2 separate regions of the Triticum aestivum genome follow, and region 2 is linked to region 1. A link is a contact called in public Hi-C data. All regions are on one chromosome and are shown on one strand. Each heading gives the region's core, a stretch centred on a gene start, on an enhancer-like site or on the middle of the called end of the contact. The rest is flanking DNA. Distances are from core to core; before and after follow the strand shown. Region 1 holds the start of LOC123190178 (protein NARROW LEAF 1). Region 2 has its middle 55 kb from the start of LOC123190178.

What was found. A called contact is a pair of places that touch in the nucleus more often than the background predicts.
Region 2: a Hi-C map of leaf shows a contact between it and region 1, with 2.9 times the contacts expected there. The contact joins the enhancer-like site here to the promoter of LOC123190178 in region 1. A contact is called at or near these places in 4 of 5 Hi-C or Micro-C datasets (leaf, root and an unstated tissue).

What each region holds. Positions count from the first base shown.
Region 1 is chr2A:679,981,223-679,984,545 of IWGSC CS RefSeq v2.1, reverse strand. LOC123190178 (protein NARROW LEAF 1) reads left to right here and starts at 1,603. Exons shown (of 6, transcript XM_044602776.1): 1 at 1,603-1,992; 2 at 3,172-3,323. The coding sequence starts at 3,218.
Region 2 is chr2A:680,036,113-680,039,461 of IWGSC CS RefSeq v2.1, reverse strand. No RefSeq gene overlaps it. Among protein-coding and RNA genes, the nearest start is that of LOC123190178, 55 kb to the right of the region's middle. Within about 2 kb of position 1,966, at least 5 of the 8 cell types and tissues checked have an H3K27ac peak or open chromatin away from gene starts, as enhancers often do.

The DNA of each region.
Region 1 (3,323 bases), core at 354-2,853:
TTATGAGGTTTCTTCGGTGGCTCTGAATGGGATGCTTGAGGCGTCGATTGAAATAGGGTTTGGAACAACGACTATATCTGGATGGTATGGTGGTTTCGAGTGGAAGTGCTTTGGCATCATCGAGTTGCATGTCATTAGGAGATATAGTCGAAAACTTGAAGGAGTTTGATCTCTAAGCACATGGAGCAAAAGGCTCACAAGTCCTCATCCCATTTTGATAGTATCGTCATGCCTATATACTCAATGCGATATTGGATCACGGAAAAAAGAAGAATCCTTTGGCTTGTCCAACAATTGTCTTTAAGCATTTTTAGTGATCACCTTCCATTCCAACGCTATTCCTGTTGTTTTCTGAAATACTCCCTTCGTTCCTAAATATAAGTTTTTTTAGACATTTCAAATGGACTACAACATACGGATGTATGTAGACATATTTTAGAGTATAGATTCATTTATTTTGCTCCATATGTAGTCACTTGTTAAAATCTATAAAAAGACTTATATTTTGGAACGGATGAAGTATACTTTAAACTAGCATTAGTTCTTTGAGATATCTTGATATAAATTACCAAAATTCCCCTTGGGGATTAGATGCACTTTCACCCTTTTTACTAGAACATGCATAAAACCCAGTATTGGGAGTGTTTAATGTTTTACATTGCTATGAAATTGTTCTATAGTGCCAGAATAGTATGCATGTGTCCTTTTTCACTTTTATTTGATGAAGCTATAGAATAGAACATAGGGACTTTTCATGAGCTAGACACCATAAATATGGCACCACACCATAAAGCAAAAAAATGATCAGGCCACTTGTTACTATCTCTTTTGTCTCGACCCACATAAATGTTACTATTTCTGGCTCATATAAATGTTACTATTTCTGGTCCACAAAAATAGCAATTGCGACAAACTTACAAAAAATAGCATATTTCCTTCACTTGTGATGTGGCAATCATTTGGGAGCCTAGATTATCAAATAACATTTGATCAAATATTCAAGCTACCAAGAAAGAATTGTTCTTAACCATCCAATCCAACTACGAGATTGAGCTATAGTCACTCAGTAAAATAACATATTTGCATTGGAAAATTTGAGCGGAGACATAGTATTTTTAAGACCGCATCAAATTTGGATAGTTACATATCAAGTTCAATTTCTTAGGTCTGGTTCTTTGGGGACGGCTTATGAAATAAGCTTGCAAGGGCCGCTTAGTACTTTAGAAGCCACCAAAAGAATTGGGCCTTAGTCCAGTACTCTTGCGTTTAAATCTTATTAATTGTTATCCCAAATACATGTTAGAAAAATGTGTTTACATCCGACCCTCTACGACGGGTCAACTCCATTAATCTTCATTTTCCCTATCACTTTCATATTGTCATTGTCGATAATATATGTGACATGACACGGCCAAAAGTGCACCTTGTTCAAAGGAGGCCGAAACCCCCCAGGATCGAGCGGCCAGGAGCGGGCCACGTCCCCTCGCCCCGGCCGCGACCCATCCGGGCCGTCCGTTGCACCGCGCGACACGGACGACTATGCGGCCACAGGCCCCGGCTCGACACACGGATCGACACATCACACGGCGCCACAGTGAAGTTGTTGTTCACCGCACCCCAATCTGTGACCACCACGCCACGCCATGATCACCACCACCGGCTAGCTGCTGATCGAGCTCCCCGCCCCTAGATTCCCAGCGCCTCCTCCCCATTCCTCTCTCTCTCTAGCCTCTTCTTGTGGTGTTTGTGCGGCGCACGCATGCCGCTGCTGCCGCGCACACGGCCCCAACAGTGAGAGGGGGGGCTGGGCAGGGGAGGGACGCCGCCTGCGACTGCAAAGCTGTCATCTTCTGCCCCCGGGCCTCGCCTCGCCCCTAATAACAGTGGAGATTCCCGCCTCCCCGCCCCCAATTATGGATACCCGCGCGGGGAGGAGAAGAAGATAGGAGGGGAGGACGAGGCGCGAGGCCGCGGCCATTGCTCCGGCTCCAGGTGAGCGGCTCCGACCCCTCCCTCCCTCCCCTGCCCGGAGTCCTACCCGAAGGCCGGATGGCCGGATCTTTCGCTGGCCCCCGGGGCGGCAGGATCTTTGCGCCGTCTTCCTCGATTTGCCCGGTTTCTTTTTCTGTCCCTCGTATCCCTTTTTCCTCGCGGCCCGTGGTTTCCATTCCTAGGCGGGGCTGCTTGTCCCTCTGGTGGTTGGATTGCCAATCTGGTAATACCAGGTTGTTGCTCCCTACCAGTGCCATGGGAATTTCCTGATGCCTGCACAGCAACAGCTTCAGGTGTTCCTCTTCTTATTTCCTTCCGCCTCCCTTGCGGGCCGCGCTTCCGGGGCCAAATGCCACGGAAAGCTTAGCAGCTCGGCCTCCCAAGACTCATCACCAGGGGACTTCCGTTGCCGCTCTGTTCCTCCTACAAGCAACCAGCACCAATCCAGCTCGCGTGCCTTCAGCTTCAGGTTAAAGTTGCATTGCTCCAGCAAAACCGATTTCAGGCCTGCTATTGGCTGGAACAAGGAGAGAGCGCTTGCTGTTTGTTCCCCCCGATTTCTGGTCGGCGGGTTGCTTCTGATTTTGATTATGCCTTTTCTCTTTCAACAAAGTGCACGATGCCTTTGCCAAACTTCACCCGCGGTGCCGCCTGCTGAATTTGCGTCTAGGCCCTACCCTTTTTGCGCCGGTATTTTTGTTATCATCACAAGTAGTTGTGATGTGGATTTATGCCCATTCCCGCTGTTTAAAGGCAGAATTTGTGCCATGCCTTTCGCGAACAAACGGATGGAGACTTCCTTCGCCCTCTGGCTTTTGCAGATTCCACCATCTTATGATATTGCCTGCTTGGTTCTGCGGCGGATGCGCAGCAAGAATATACACATATATAGTGGGTCATATTCGTCGTACAGAGGATTCCTCTTATGATATTACCAGCTTTTGTTTGCGTGGTTGCAATCTTGCAAGAACCTATTCCCCGAGAATATCAGGCTATTCCACCAGCACTTGTTTATTCTCTTGTGTATAATAATAACCTGGATGCTCTTAGTTTCAGCATATATTTCCCGGTCCGATGCAAGTTATAGAGCGCAAACACATTTGCTAGATTTGTCCAGTGTCTCCTGACATTTTTACCTTGAAAGATTATGTTCTCAGACTTGTTTGTTCTCATTTTTAGGGCCATAGCTTCTCCTGTCCATCACATCTGTCAACTGTTCGGCACAATGAGGCCTTCAGATGACAGGATGCAGCTCTCAGGTTTGACGCAGTCGGAAGAGTCATCGCTTGACGTGGAGGGGCATTGCTCTCACCACGAGGCATTTCCTTGTT
Region 2 (3,349 bases), core at 717-3,216, 55 kb before region 1:
CCACAAGATCCCCAAGCCCAAGTATACTTTCTGTAAATTCAAAAAGAAGTGTACTTTCTGTAGGAGAGAGGAGAAAAGGTAAAATATCTATTAATAGATGCCATTTCAAAGCCCACACATGCGGTGAAGCCAAAGTATCTATCCACATGACAATGCCAAAATGCCAAGCACCGCCTTACCCATCATACGATGGCATATTAAGGAAGACGAGTCCAAAGTTTTCAACTTGCACGCTGGCAACATCCCCCAGAGATTGAGTGAATGGAAGATCACAGCGGAGAGGGAGGCTGCATTTTAATCTGTGAACGTTAAAATGGTACTACTCCCTCCGGTCCTTTTTACTCCGCATATTAGGTTTTGGTCAAGTCAAACTTTACAAAGTTTGACCAAATATATATTTAAAAAATATCAACAATTACCATACCAAATATATATCCCGTGAAAGTACATTTCGTAATGAATCTAACGATATTGATTTGATATTGTAAATGGTGATACTTTTTTTATAAGTTTGGTCAAAGTAGAGATGCTTTGACTTCAGACAAAACTTATATGCAGACTAAAAAGGACCGAAGAGAGTACATTGCAACAATTTGTAGCCGGAAATGGCTTATATATTAGCAAGTACAACTACTTTTTTCTAACGTAATACGTGTCTGATTCATATCATAAACATCAAAGTACAAGTTACGTAAGGACCGACATGACAAAACTAAAAAGATAGCAGAACATTTCTGAGCTTGACACCAACACCCGTCACCTGCCTCCGGCACCACCATAGCAGCCACCGAAGAAAAGAATGACGGATCACCTCCTCACTCGAGCTACGCGTCTCCATCGATGATATACAGCTTTGCGGACCTCCAAGGTGGCTCACCAAAAGTAAACCCTTGTCGTTGAATGAATCAGACCGGGGCAACACCCCGGACACACCGTCAAACTCCAGATCTGGCATCCCACCACGACTAAGTCACCGAAGGAGGAAACTATCTTTATTCAGCGTTGTCATCGTCGTCGCCGAAGCCAAGACGATGAACAGCCTAAAACCTAGACTACGAGAGAGTAAAAAATGATCCACACACGTGGATCCGGCGCCCCCCTCACCACCGACGACCGAGGTTGCCGGTGAAGGGGAGTCGCCGGAGAACGGCGCTAGAAGATTGGACTCTCTTGGCTCATTTTTTTCGCTGAGAGAGGCGATGAGTTACGGATGTGCATTAGGTTAAGGGGTTCAGGAAGATGGAGGTAGGAGAGCGGGAATGCTGCCGCGGAAGCGAATTTTGAAGAGGCGACCAAGAAAGAGAATAAATAAATTATTTTGATTGAAATGGAAAAAAAATAAAGTTTATTTTGCATGATGGAAGAAATAAAGTTGACGGGACAAGTAATGCCACATGTATCCAAAGACGCTTGGAATCTGACGTGGCATTGTTACTGTTGTAAATGTGGAATTACCCCGGTCCCCCACTAGGCTGTCCTTTCTTCCGGCACGCCCATACATGCAGCCACCAATATTTCCAAGTACAGTGCACGTAGTATGCATGTCAACTAAGCAGTTTTGATGAGGTGGCATAGAATTAAATAAAGGAAGAGAGGCTTGAGTGTCATATCATGATACCGTATCATATTAAATGATGTGCTATTTTGTGTTGCATGGTAATAAATATAGTCATCTATGATACCAACATATGATACTATGCATTAGGGATGTAGTATCATAGACTAGTATCATGATACTAGTATATGATACTCCTCATTACAACCAGCCTCAGGGAAAAAAAAAAGATTTATAGTGGACACTCACTAGTGACTAGCTCGCGGGCTCCGGGCAGCCAATCCCGTTCGCTTGTTCCCGATCGGACGAGATGGGTCGTGGCCTCCCGAAGAGGATTGGAGTACTGTTGCGTGCGTGATGCCCTTTCACGGGGTTGGGGGCGTCAAACAAAGACGGAGGAGGCAGGCAGGTGCAGCTGACTGTGGCGTACGGCCTGCCCTGCACCGCCCTCGTCTCTTCTCCCAAGCCCGTACCTACGTACGCGTACCTCTGTCCATGGACAGAAAACTCCACTACTCCCTCGCGTTCCGTCTATCATATCCTTCCACTGCCCGGCCACTCAGGACATTTCTAACCGATCTCTTAAAAAATAAAGAAATAAACCTTCGTAGAGTTTTGGTTGGAGCTAGCCGACCGGCGACCACCCTATACATAATGGAGTAAATTTAAATTTCGTTCATACATTTCGTCGAACACTTGCTATGCACCTTCGTGGCGAGTGGCAACCACGTGACCATGTCGGTAGCGAGCACCGAGCAGCAGCAGCAAAGACACACAACTGGGAGGAGCAATAGCAGCAGCACGCAGCGACGGCGGCGAGTAGCAGCAGTAGCAGCACACAGTGGGGAGGAGCAGTGGCAAGCAGCAGTAGTAGCAGCACGCGGCAGGGAGGAGCAACGGCGAGCATGCACCGGCGGCAAGCAGCAACAACACGCAACTGGGAGGAGCAACAACAGCAGCACGCACCGGTGGTGGCGAGTAGCAGCAGTAGCAACACACAGCAGGGAGGAGCAGCGGCAAGCAGCAGCAGTAGCAGCACACAGCAGGGAGGAGCAACGGCGAGCATGCACCGGCGGCAAGCAACAACAACACGCACCGGCGGCAGCGAGCAGCAGCAGCACGCAACGGGAAGGAGTAGCAACACGCACCAACGGCGGCGAGCAACAGCAACAACAGCACACACCGGCAGCGGCAAGCAGCAGCAACAACACACAACAGCAACGCACAGCAGCAACAACATTTAGTGGCAGTTCCGGTAGTAGTACGTGCAAGGGTCGCCGGGAGGCCATGGGAGCTTCACGTGAGTCGCCGGCCGGCCATGAGGAGATCTTTGCGTGAAGAAAATTTATACTCGGCCGCCTTCAGACGGAGTAAATATATGCAAAAACTTAGGGATGAAGTAAAAAAATATACTCCCTTATGATGGATTGGGGATCGTCTCGGTGCCGAAAAATCATATTTTTATTTCTTTAACCGATTATAAGTGATTGATTAGAAATGCCCTCGGTCACTCTTAATTTCGAACCGATTATAAAGGATCGGTTAGAAATGCCCTGGGTGACTCTTAATTTCAAACGCACACACACTGAGCAGCTAGCTAGCAGAAGAATCCTTAACTCTATGTCTCCTCTCTCACGCACGTACGAAGCAGAGCATCACTGACATGTGAGTTTCGGGCGAACCCGCCCGCTTCGGCCTGTCAGTCTACCTGCGTCGTTTCCGTGGAGGCGCCGGCGCCGTGCGCAGCCGGCCGGCGAGGAAGGGGGAGATGTGGGTGCCATGCCGCGCAGCGGC